Linked DNA regions of Zea mays: region 1 is linked to region 2. Evidence: chromatin contacts called from public Hi-C data. All regions are on one chromosome and are shown on one strand. Each heading gives the region's core, a stretch centred on a gene start, on an enhancer-like site or on the middle of the called end of the contact. The rest is flanking DNA. Distances are from core to core; before and after follow the strand shown. Region 1 holds the start of LOC103639973 (protein SHORT ROOT IN SALT MEDIUM 1). Region 2 holds the start of LOC100191991 (serine/threonine protein phosphatase regulatory subunit Bbeta isoform).

Region 1 (6,643 bases), core at 531-3,030, 460 kb after region 2:
GGGATTGAGAGGCTAAACCTAAACTAGACTAGAACTACTCCTAGGATAAAATGCGAATAAAAGTTGTATTGATTCGATTGTTGATTACAAATCGGCCGTAGACCTCTCTTTTTATAGAGGAGGGGGGCTGGACCCTTTACACGACTGGATTCCGAGATAATTCCGCAAATCTAGCCAACAAACATAGCACAAAACTAAGAACCCTAAACTGCTCTGCGCATGCGTGGACCGTCCGGCCCACAGGCGCGGACTGTCCGGACCGCGGACCGTCCGGCCTCAGGGCCAGACCGTCCGCTCGCTCAATTGGAGGCTCAACAAAACGAACACACCCTTAATATATACTAGACATTCGATATTTCTATATATTAAAGCAGGCCCAGTCGCTCCCCAGTCAGTGTGTCCACGTAGTCCAAAAATTTTTAGCCGTCCGATGGTTTACGCAGTTTCAAATCCAAACGTCCAAAAAGAGTGTTGTTTCCTTCACTCAGTCCTACACGTGCTTTTATTCTTCCTAGCCACTGCCAGACACTTCTGGACGGGAGACGAAGCGAGCGCACCAAAGGGAAGAAGCCAGCTACTTCTTTCTCTTCATAGTGTCGTCATCTTTTGGGCGGAGTCGACGCTGCTCGCGACTTCATTGTTTCCCCATCCCATCCATTACTCCTAGCGCTACACCGGTTATATCTGCTGTAACGTCATAGCAGCTTCCCCGAAGAATCGCTCCCGTCGCCGACGGAGATCGTCCGGGCCGACGACTGTCGAGATCTCCACGGCTTCTCCGATTGCTTCATCATTTTATCAACGTTTGGCACAGGTACAAATGCATTTCCTATAAACATGACGTTTATTTTGTATTTATAGTACTTCACCATTTACTGCTTACTGCTTTGTCATTATTAATTTGACAATAAATTATAATCTTCGGTTTGGAAGTACGGGCTTCATCAAATTTTACATATTTACTCAGCGAAAAAAATCTACTTGATCAAGATACATTTGATTACACATTCCTTTTCCTCATAGTGTCCTCCAATATAACTGTTTTCTCAGTAGTGGTACTATTACGTATTTCTTTTTTTGCATAACTATCTATAAGCATTCAAAGAATGCTTCTCCAGCCTATTCTCCAAAAAAACAACCTCATTTCATTTTAATAGAACTTTACTTTGATGCAGCAGATATTGATTTCGACCCTGCTATCCAGTTACCATTTATTCAATGCCACATACTTACCTGAATTTAATTTCCTCCAATAATTTCTCCACATACTTATCTTTTGCCACTATGTAGTCATGAACAAACTACTTAGATGTAAATATGTGGCAACCATCATTTGCTACTATGCACTGATAATACAATCTGCTTAGATATATACTATGCCACTATGTAGTCATGAACAACCTACTTAGATGTAAATATGTTGCAGACATCTTTTGCTACTATACACTGACAATCTGTTTAGATATAAATATGTGATAATACAGTGTTTGTCCCATAAATATTATGCCAGACTAATATGTTTCTTTTATTGCTAGCTACATCAGACATTCTTTTCTACCTATGCATCTACGTATATATCTCAATTATTGATATTCTATCATCAGTACTTCACTTTTACAACCTTAAATCAAGTATTTTTTATTTCTATCAATCAACAGCATGTGCTAGGTAATTATTACAACAAATTTACATGTTTATTATCTATTTTAATTCAACTATTTTTATTAAAAACATTTTTATAATGCTATTTCTATACACATTATTACATTGCTTAATGCGCGCGCTGGCGCGCGAGTGACCAGTAATATAACACACACTAATCAAACACCACATATATCTTGCGCTCTCCAAATCCCTCGCCGAAAGCCCGAAACCCTTCCAGTGGTCTTCCGCCGCCAACCCTCGCCGCTCTTCCGCTGCCAACCGTTGCGCCGGCCCGACTCTGTCCTGAAGCCGTGGCGTACGGGGGATTCACTTCCATTCGACGCCATCTGGCCTCCTCTTCCATCTCGCGGGTAAACCCTAGCCCATGCACCTGGCAGCCGATCGAATCTGCGGATACGGTGTCTGTATTGGGTTGGAGTCGTGGTCGCATTCGTTTTTGGTGCTAAAATATCTAGGGTTTCCTTCTTTTCTCGCAGGCGCTTGTTCGTGCGCGTGGATTGTTTTATCAGGGTCTCGTGCCCGTGCCCTAGGTGGGCGCGTCCGCTATGTTTCCTCCCAAAGGGCCCAATCACTATGGCCAGCAGCTGCCTTACGGCGTGCAGCAGCCGTACGGCCAAATCGTAAGGCTCTGTGAAGGGTCTGACTGCTTTCTTTTGTTGCTGGACGCAGATTCGTTATGAATAATCATTCGTGTTCCCGTTGCTTTGGCTGGATGTTTTCTCTATTTCAGCCTAGTAGCACTGGATTTGCAGCCCCGGCAGCGGCAGGTGGCACTGATGGTGGTCGGTTTGGTGCGCGTGCAGGACAAGGGGCTGCTGCGCAGTATGGAGGGCCTTATGCATCAGTATATGGCACACAACAGGTGGTTAACTATAACTGCTTTGTTCTTTTTCTAGATAAAATCTCCAATTCAACATGCAATTTATATTCACTAGTTAGGTGCCTGTGTGTTGCTACGATTTTTTATATATAAGTCCACATTGTTTAAATGTGATAGTTGTTCAAACACGTTCTAAACAACAACAACAACAAAGCCTTTTTGTCCCAAGCACGTTGGGGTAGGCTAGAAATGAAACCCCATATGAAAACCTCAGAGCTCAACCCCAAAGAAAAGAAAAGGGAGAAAAAGGCAAAGGAGAACCGAAAAACGACGAAACTGGGAGACACATAAAAAGAGATAAAACCCACAAGAACCAACAAGATCTAAAGGGGCACAAGAAAAGGTTAAACGATTAAGGAGGAAAAGCGAAACTACAAATTAGGGTTCTGGCACGTGAATTGCACACTTCCACCCCTTCCTATCCACGGCGAGCTCTTTATCAATATTCCACTCCTTCAGGTTCCGAACGCTATTCCGAACGCTAACATAAATTATGTTAAACACAGTGTTTTCAACTATGGTACATTCTGCACTAAAGGATTTAGCATGCTGATTGAAAAGAGTCATTAACCATAGGGACCTAAAGCGGTCTAAGATATTTAGATTTTAGTAGGATATCTCTAAAACATATTTTTGGTACAAAAGCAAACCAAAAAAGCCGAATGAAGCTTACTGCACAACATGCCAATGAAAATCGAAAGATCTTTGAATTACTGTCGAAGACCATGGGAAGGTATGCTTTCAGTCAAGCAGGTAAGACAAACGACATACATGGCAAGGGAATGTGTGAATAGTCAATAAGATGGGGGATCAATGCTTTGTTGTGTGTGTGCAACATGTACAATTCGTTGGCTTGTATGCATCGACCAATGTGTACGTATAATCCCTTTATTGTCACACACTCAAACTGCACAGCGCAACAGAGTGAACAAGGAGGGTATGCATGCCAATCGTGTGATGATGGGATCACATTACTGGTTTGTTATCATGATGAACAACCGATACGAAATGTTAATTCCAATCAAGAAAATATATGGCCATTGAAAGCAAGGAACACCAAAGAATTGTCTCTACTCTGAAAACATCTCTAGAACTACGATCTGAATGACTGAATCAAAGAAGCCAGCTACTAAGACAGTAACTTTTCTATATATCCTAACCCCAACCTTGCGAGTTACCAATCACAATCAACCTTTCTTCTTGGCGGTCCACTCCTGGAATCGACGGAGGCTCGTTGAGACGTCAGTGAAGAGGCCATCGATGTCGACGTCGTTGATCCAGTAGTGGGTTCCTATGGGAAGTTGAAGCACACGTGGTTCCGATCGGAGCACAATTGGCTTAGACCGAGGAAAGGAACGAGAGGGAGATGGAGACCCGGAGCGAAGCGAGGAGAGATAGTCAAGCGAGTAAGCTGAGGGAGCGAAAGGGTGGGAGCGCATGAGGTGTGTGTTCTTTATTACGGAGTACTACACTTTGGTCCACGAGGGTGGAGCAGTTGGCAACAATGGAGCTGGAGCACGGCGACGCGAGCAAGGAGGGATGGAGCGGTTGGCGGCAACGGTGACCTTGAGCTTCTTGTGCTTGGTAGCGGGAAGGCAGGCAGGGAGCACAATGTGTTTGGAGGGAGGCAATGGTGGGAAGGACTCATGCATGTGCGCGAAGATAGGAGGACGACGCACGCACGGAGAAAGTGCCACTTTATATTAGTAGAGATTGTTGTTGATTCGCAACCATTAATATAATTGATGCACATGCCGTGTAGCTTGTTTTTTGTGTTGCTTGTATCAGTGAGGAACCTTGATTCAAGGATAATATTTTTAGTTTATTAGCTGCCTAGGAAGGATCTCTCTCGGTACTTATGATCAATGCTGCAGAGAGATGGGGATATTGATGAAGATGTTAGCTATAGAATCAAATCAACACGGAGGAAGTGGTGCTAAACATCTGGCATTCTATGTGACAAGAGGATAATATAAAAGCAACGACGACTAAACCTGCTATGTTGTACGGTGCAGAATATTGGCCTGAAAAAGGCATCGTGCTCAACAGCTAAGTGCTCTGGAAATGCATATGTTGCGTTGCATTTGTATGGCAAGGAACCAAGTCCAAAACAATGATACACATGATAGGCTAGTGGTGGCATCAATTGAAGAAAAACTTGTACAACGCCGATTGAGATGGTTTGGACATGTCCAACGGAGACCTCTAGAGGCAACCGTGTGTAGTGGGATTCTAAGGTGTGATTGTAATGGGAAAAGAGACAGTGGAAGGCTGAAATTGACATGGGAAGAGGCATTAAAAGGAGTTCTGAAAGGATGATACATACCCAAAGATTTAGCCTTGATTAGAAGCGAATGAAAAATAACTGAGAGAGAGTGAGAGAGAGTGTTCTGCCCTGGGAAACCCTAGCTATAGTACACATAGAGCTACAGTGCACACATAACCCTAATGGGCTAGGCCCATATACATATCACTCTGACACCCCCCGTAGTCGAAACTCTAGCCACTGCAGATGTTGAGACTAGATCGAAACTCCGCAAACACCGTGGACGGAAGTCCTTTGGTGAAGACGTCGGCGAACTGGGAGGTGGTCGGGACGTGTAGAACGCGAACAGCTCCACAGGCTACTCGTTCGCGGACGAAGTGAAGATTGATCTCGACATGCTTCGTGCGCTGGTGCTGGACGAGGTTGGTGGAGAGGTAGACGATGATGATGTTGTCGCAGAAAACCAGGGTGCTCGTGGCCAACGGACTGTGGAGCTCTTGAGGAAGCTGGCGTAGCTAGGCCGCCTCAGCCACGCCGTTGGCCACGACGTGGTACTCGGCCTCGGCGCTGGAGCGAGAGACGACCGGCTGACGCTTGGATGACCAGGAGACGAGGTTGTCCCCGAGGAACACGGCATAGCCCGAGGTGGACCGACGCGTGTCGGGACAGCCTGCCCAGTCGACATCGGTGTAGACGCGAAGCTCCGTGGTCGAGGACCGGCGTAGGAGCCTGAAGTTGAGGGTGCCACACAAGTGCCGCAGGATCCGCTTCATCGCGGTGAGGTGCGGCTCTCGAGGATCGTGCATGTGGAGGCATATCTGCTGGACGACGTAGGCGATGTCGGGCCGGGTGAAGATGAGGTACTGAAGTGCCCCGACAATGCTCCGGTAGCCGGTCGGATCGGCGACCAGGGGCCGGCGGCGGAGACCTTGCCCTGCGTGTTCACCTGGGTCGCGCAGGGCTTGCACTTGGCCATGCCAACGCGCTCGAGGAGGTTGACGGTGTACTGTCGCTGGTGAAGGAACATGCCCTGGGGACGGCGCTTGACGGTGATCCCCAGGAAGTGATGGAGTGCCCCAGGCCCTTCATCACAAACTCCTGCTGAAGGCAGGAGATGATGCGACGCAGGAGCCCATGGGAGGAGGCGGTGAGCACAATATCGTTGACGTAGAGGAGGAGGTACACAGTGTCCGGGCCGCGACAGAGGAGGAACAGGGACGTGTCCGACTTGGCTTCGACGAAGCCCTGCGAACATAAGAAAGTGGCAAAGCGACTGTACCAAGCCCCTGGGGCCTGCTTGAGGCCGTAGAGTGACTTGTTGAGCTTGCAGACCAGGTCGGGGTGAGCAGGGTCAACGAACCCAACGAGCTGAGTGCAGTAGACCGTCTCCGTCAGGGTGCCGTGGAGGAATGTGTTCTTCACGTCGAGCTAGTGGACCGTCCAGTCCGGGGACAAAGCGAGAGTCAGGACAGTCCGGACGGTGGCAGGCTTGACCACCGGACTGAAGGTCTCGTCATAGTCAACTCCAGGGCGCTGGGTAAAGCCTTGGAGCACATAGCGGGCCTTGTACCGCTCTAGGGACCCGTCGGCATGCAGCTTCAGCTTGAAGATCCATTTCCCGGTGACCACGTTGGCACCATGGGGATGTGGCACCAGGTCCCAGGTGTGGTTGGCCTGGAGAGCGTCGTACTCCTCTTGCATGGCACACCACCATTGCGGATCGACAAGCGCACCATGAATAGTCGTGGGAACCGGCGGTAGGATCGGAGAAGAGGCCGCGGCGAGAATCAAACGATCAGGGGCCTGGAGAACACCCGCCGTGCGCGGGGTGA
Region 2 (6,207 bases), core at 2,157-4,656:
ATACTGTGTTACTGACTCTTTAACAATATATGCTTTATTAGTTTATATCCTATTTTCTGCTCGAGAGCAAAGAAACCCGAACATAAGGAACACTCAAACTCTCAAAGAGATGCATATGAACCCATGGAGAAGTTGCAAAATGGATCCCCTTGAAATGAGAAAATTCAATGTATCAAATTACTGACCTATTATTTGAAATAGAATTTATATGGTAATCGTGAGCATGAGCAAATACACGTCGACATCTAGCAACAGGGTTTGCTTCTAGACTGGTAACCTGCATATGGTCGAAAGAGAAATGAGTTGGACTAAATAGCTGCAGTTTTGCATAATTTCACTTAAAAGTTATACAAGTACAATTTCAAATGCTAAAGTTAATAATATATAAGTTGTCGAGTATAGCTTACAACTGGCAAACGCAGTGATGGGTAGCCTCCAGGAGGAAATGTGAGATCATTATTCAGGCAACCAAGCATATCAGAGCATCCACCATTTGGAAGAGGTGCCTTAGAACTACTGGTACTTGCAATAGCAGTGGTACTACTTCCTGCACTTTGGGAACTGTCCAAATTCATGACTGCAAATCGTTTTACTTTCTTCTCTTGAACCTGTACAGTAATTAAAGCAATGAGTAAGCAAAGCAAAAAAAAACAGACTGCAATTGATAGAAGAAACAATTAAAAATGCAATGCAGTGGTGCCACATATAATTTAAACAAAATAACAGATTGTACACTTTTTTGTCCACAAAATTCAAAATGTAGTAATAAATTATATGATTGGTATCACGATCAAATTTATGTATTTAACAAGCCCAGTTTGGCATACATTTCAATAATTATTTTCTAGAAATGCCAAGACTTAGTTCAACATAAACCTCCACGACAATACCAAAAATGAGAAAAATTGGGGTGCTAATACTCAACAACTTACGCAGTTGCATTACATCAGGGCTAGATTTACACTAAAGATTTAAGTACGAGATTAGGATTAAAAATTGACGCTGTTAGAAAATTGGAAAGCACTTCTAGAAGTAACTTGCATCCATACCTTCCAGTATTTTATTGTTTTATCATTTGTAGACAAAAGGGAGAGAGCATTGTTGGCTGTCTGGCACCACTTGATCCTGTTGATCTTTTCCTCTATTTCCAAACTTTTGAGGTAGTCAAACTACAAGAATTACATAAAAAATAGGAACCCTGACATAACTTCAATCTACCATTAATTTTTGAAAGGAAACAAGAATAGCACATGGTACTGGCATACAGCAATGCTTGATTTTATGATCAGAACTGCATACTGCAATTATGAAACATAAACATAGTACTAAGGCCTATGCAAAATAAAAGTTATTTTTTCATTGGAGTTGTTATTAACATCACCAACTTCTCAGCTTTCTTGTATCAATACAACTATATGGCAATAGAGGAACCTCTAAAGAAAATGACAGAAAAACTGCTTATTAACCTCAGGTTCATGACTCTGAAATTCAGTTTTGTAGCGGAACTCTGGGTGTCTAGTAACTGGAACATCTTGTCTCTCCAGTTCTCTCTGGCTGGCATTCTGCTGGTATAACAACTTATTAGGGAAAAATATTAAAATCAAAACCAAGATAAGTTCATACATGTGGTGCTTACATCCCGAACATCTGTCCTTTCAAATAAAACCACACGTCCTCCTTTATCCCCAGTGGCAAGATGGTCACCAGATTTGTCAAATTCAATTGCAGATATGATGTCAACTGAAAACAAAGAAGAGTGTTAAATCAACATGCAAGGCGACATTCTACACTCACACGAAGTGAAATTCCTCACTTATTAAAGAGCAGAGCAGGTGTGGAAGGGAACTAGGTTTAGATGACAATATCAGTGTATGGTACATAGTTGACATCCTTCAAGTCCCGAACTAAAAAAAGGTTATTTATTGAATGATCAATAAGCCTAATTCATGATGTAAATCCTCAGTATAAAACAAAATCTCCATGTCATGCAAAGCATTATGTTCAACTCTAAAGTTTCCATACTAAGATGTCTAAGAAGCATCCACTGCTGCAACATAACCTCTCTTCCCAGACTATTCTGAAACCAAAGTTTCCATACTAAGAAACATCAGTCATCAGTTCCACACATTGAAAGCTACTATTTTTCTCTAAAGGAAATTATCAAACGAACACAACTGGACCAATGTGGCTCTGTGATATAAGGAATTTCACAGATGGACCACATATAGTGTCTCCATCCAGATAGCATATGTCCAAAACAATTAAAAGAGAATAAGGACCATGTGCCAATGGCAAATCATCCTTGCAGAACTTTAGACTGCAAGTTTCCTATAAGGCAACAAGCCAAAAGCAGATGCTGAACCACAAACAGACAAGAAACACATTACTTTTATAGACACTTATAAACTCTTCCAGTTTTTCATTTCATGAGATCAACCAACCTCTTAAGTTCAGTTCAAGTTTGCACTATGATACCACATGCTAATGAAACTCCTTAAGCAACATATATCCCACAAATTTGAAGCCAGAGGAGTTCACAAGCTCCAGAGCTTCTTACCACCTTTCTGCATTCTTTAAAACACAAAATAAAGACAACTATCTGTGACCACGTTACTCAAACCCCAGTCAGCCTAGCATCTGCCCGGTTAAGCCATCTGAAGGCTAAAAAGGATTGTGTTTGTAGCCAAACAAACTCTCGGAGTGCAGAAAATTGAGCTTCACGCTTCTCACAAGGCCCACTCTGCCAGTAGGACATCAAACTAACCCTCCGAATCCATTCTACACGCACCGTGGTAGTCCTACACGAACACGATCCAAAGCCATGACGGGGTCGCGCCATCATTGCTGTGCATTTCCTATAAGACATCAATCCTGCAGAACTCCAATCTCAACACTAGCCCTATTGATTCCCACCACTTCAGGGGGGGGGGGGGGGGGGGGGGGGCATCGGGGCAGCCAAGCCCAGAGCCTCCACAAATCGAGCGGATCTTGAGCTCATGCGCACGTGCGTACCTTCCTGGACGTCTTCGCCCGCGGCACGTTCGCCGAAGACCTGAGCGAACCGCCACTCCAGCGGCTGCGGCTGCGGCGCCTCGCCTTGGTCGCCGCGGCCTGGGGGATCCATGGCGGCCGTCCGTCACGCGATCGCGCCGCGCGGGCACCGCATCAGGGGCGCCCCGGATCCGGGACGGGGACGAAGGTTGCCGGGGAAGCTTCTGGAATACTGATCGTTGGGCGTTGGTTGGAGGTGGGGCAGACGGCGGCGGAGACGAGGAAGAATGGGAGATCGAGCGGAGATGGGAGAGGAGGGGTGTGGGGTGGGATGCGACCAGAGAGACGAAGTGATGTGGGCGAGGGGTGGAGCGACCGGGCGAGGTCTCCCTCCTCTGTCGCTCTGTGCGTCCTGCGTCTCCCTACTCTGGTGTGCTTGTGTTTGTGAACATATTTCTTTTGTGAAGTGACGTGGTGGGGCTTTTACGTTTGGACCATTGCGAAAGAACAAAATACTTTCCTTAGACCGTATGGAGCAATTCACTTACATATAGGGTGGTAATAGACTCTAGATTTTGCATTACAAACTTTTTAAAAATCAAATCTAATTAGGATCAAATCATATTCCTATTTATTTTGAACTAACATTATTTAAGGGTCCTAACTTTTTGAGAAAGATCTATGGATGATCCATTACCATCTCTACTTATATGTCACTCAAAACACTATTTTACAATATTTTGCATAGTACACTATACTATTTGTTGAGTGGAGTTTGAATATAGGGATAAAGATGAATAAGATGCTGATGATAGCCTTACACGGACTATTTGTTGAGTGGAGTTTGAATATAGGGGTAAAAATGAATAAGATGCTGATGATGGCCTTACACGGAGAATGTGAAAGAATTCGACTAATAGAATTCGACTATTGTATGTAACAGGCTCTAGCCATCACTAGGTCATGTCATCTCTAATTTTCAACATGTTGATTAAGGACCGTTCGTTTATCTCAGTTAAAGTTTAGCACTTATTATATCGAATGTTTAAATGTTATTTAGAAGTATTAAATATAATTTAATTATAAAACTAATTATACAGATAAAAACTAAACGACAAGACGAATCTATTGAGCCTAATTATTTCATGATTCGCTAATGTGATGCTATAGTAAATATTTGTTAATAATAAATTAATTAGGCTTTAAAATTTGTTTCATTATTTAGTCTTCATCTATATTTTTCAATTAAACTATATTTAGTACGTATATTTAACATTCAAACATTTGATGTGGTATGTAATAAACTGTAGTCCTTGAAACCAATCACCGTGTGGCAATATAAGTGTGGTATACAACTTATGCCAAAGAAATAAAACGTAAGTGATTCAACACATTTGCAAGAAAGGGAAAGTAGAGGAAACCTAGAAGATTGTAATCTTATTTGCTAATTTGCTATCAAGTCATTAAAGAAATTAGAACAAAGAAATGGGTCATTATAAATCCTACGGAATTCATATGGAATGGCTTGTTTCATTGGAACTATAAGAATCTATTTGATGTTGAACCCCATGGTAAACAGGTAAAGTTTCTTATGTCAAAATCTCTCCCAAAAAAATCATGTGTTTTATATGCTTCATCCAAACATGTCATCTTGTAGTTCTCTATAGTTTTTAAATTCATAGGATTCAAAACGTTACGACATTTTAGAGCACCTAAAGGAGGTGAATAGGTGATCCTGCAAAACTTGATTAAAACAACACAAACTTGGTCCAATTTATTGGTTAGAGAAACTAAAAACCGAGTTTGGATGAGAAGAGGAGAGAAAGAAAGACTATTCACTTGATTGCTCACTTGAGATGTGTTTTAAACTAGGAGCAATATGTAAGTGAAGCTCATGCTCAAGGAAGATGGAAATCGCAGTAAAGTAAATGGACGAGAGACACGGCGATTTTTCCCGTGTTTCGACCAAAGCCTACTCCACGTTATGGTGACCTCTTTCGGTCAAGGGTTGCACTCGACCCCTCTCAAGTGATCCAAAGATCAAACTTGAGTGCAATGGTGTTCTTCCTTATATCAATCTCGTTTGTGAGGAATCTCTACAAATTTGAGTCTCTCACGCCTTACACAAGTGATCAATAGCAAAATTGGAGTAAGGGGGAGTAAAAACACGCATACAAGAGCACAATCGCAACAACAACACACGCACAAGTGAAGAAAAGAGCATAAGAACAAGAACGACAGAGTTACAGCTCAAAAACGCGCTCAAATCTCTCAAACACTTCAAACAGCGTGGTCACAGAGTCTCGGAGTTATAGTGTTCTCTTAGAATGCTTGGTATGTTTCTGCATGGCGCCTAGTATGTCCTTTTATAGCCCCAAAGGGCCTAGAAGTCATTGAAGCTTCATTTGGAAGCTCCCAGTCTTCCCTGTCTATGTGTGCATTGGACTGTCCAGTGGCACACCGAACAGCTACAGTGCAACGACTACAACATCATTGATTGGGTGTTATCCTTCTCGGGTGGGCACGGGACTGTCTGGTGGGGTGCATCGGACTGTTCGGTGACCCACCTAGCCATTGGAACCTACTGAGGTGGATGATATTCGTTGGCTATTCATCACACCAGACTGTCCGGCGCTCTACCTGGACTGTCCAATGATTTATAGCCAAGGGGACCCGTCCGAACCCGAGAGCGGCCTCTTCGGCCGTACAATCGCCGAACTATCAGGTGTGTTGCATCGGACTGTCTGGTGCTGTGTAGACCAACCCATCTTCTCCTCTTTTGTGCCAAACTTCTTTGACTTCTTTTAGCTTCACTTGAGGTGATCCCTAGCACTTAGACAAATTTTGTAGCAACTAAATCAATTGACTAGTGATAGAATCATTCCTTTTTCTCATCTTTTCATAGGGGTTTGCAATATGTGCAAACTCAAGTCCAAATTCCACTTTACTTGCACATAGAAGTTAGTAGCCAAATAGCAATGCAAGAAACATAGTATAAAGTAAGTGCAACTTATTTAAACACTTAAACCTCTTGTTTTTGTGGTTTTCCGCAATGTTGCATCGGACTATCCGGTGCTATCCAGACCAGCCCATCTTCTACTCTTTTGTGCCAAACTTCTTTGAGGGTTTGCAATATGTGCAAACTCAAGTCCAAATGCCACTTTACTTGCACATAAAAGTTAGTAACCAAATAGCAATGCAAGAAACATAGTATAC

Evidence for each region. Hi-C and Micro-C count contacts between places; a contact is called where the count stands out from the background.
Region 1: a Hi-C map of leaf mesophyll shows a contact between it and region 2, with 2.6 times the contacts expected there. The contact joins the promoter of LOC103639973 here to the promoter of LOC100191991 in region 2. A contact is called at or near these places in 6 of 25 Hi-C or Micro-C datasets (bundle sheath, ear, endosperm and 2 more).

The regions. Positions count from the first base shown.
Region 1 is chr9:74,913,984-74,920,626 of Zm-B73-REFERENCE-NAM-5.0, forward strand. It overlaps LOC103639973 (protein SHORT ROOT IN SALT MEDIUM 1), which reads left to right and starts at 1,781. Exons shown (of 23, transcript XM_020543866.2): 1 at 1,781-2,015; 2 at 2,142-2,285; 3 at 2,396-2,527. The coding sequence starts at 2,211.
Region 2 is chr9:74,450,541-74,456,747 of Zm-B73-REFERENCE-NAM-5.0, forward strand. LOC100191991 (serine/threonine protein phosphatase regulatory subunit Bbeta isoform) reads right to left here and starts at 3,407. Exons shown (of 14, transcript NM_001137415.1): 1 at 3,013-3,407; 2 at 1,637-1,740; 3 at 1,467-1,562; 4 at 1,050-1,169; 5 at 408-608; 6 at 186-277. The coding sequence starts at 3,124.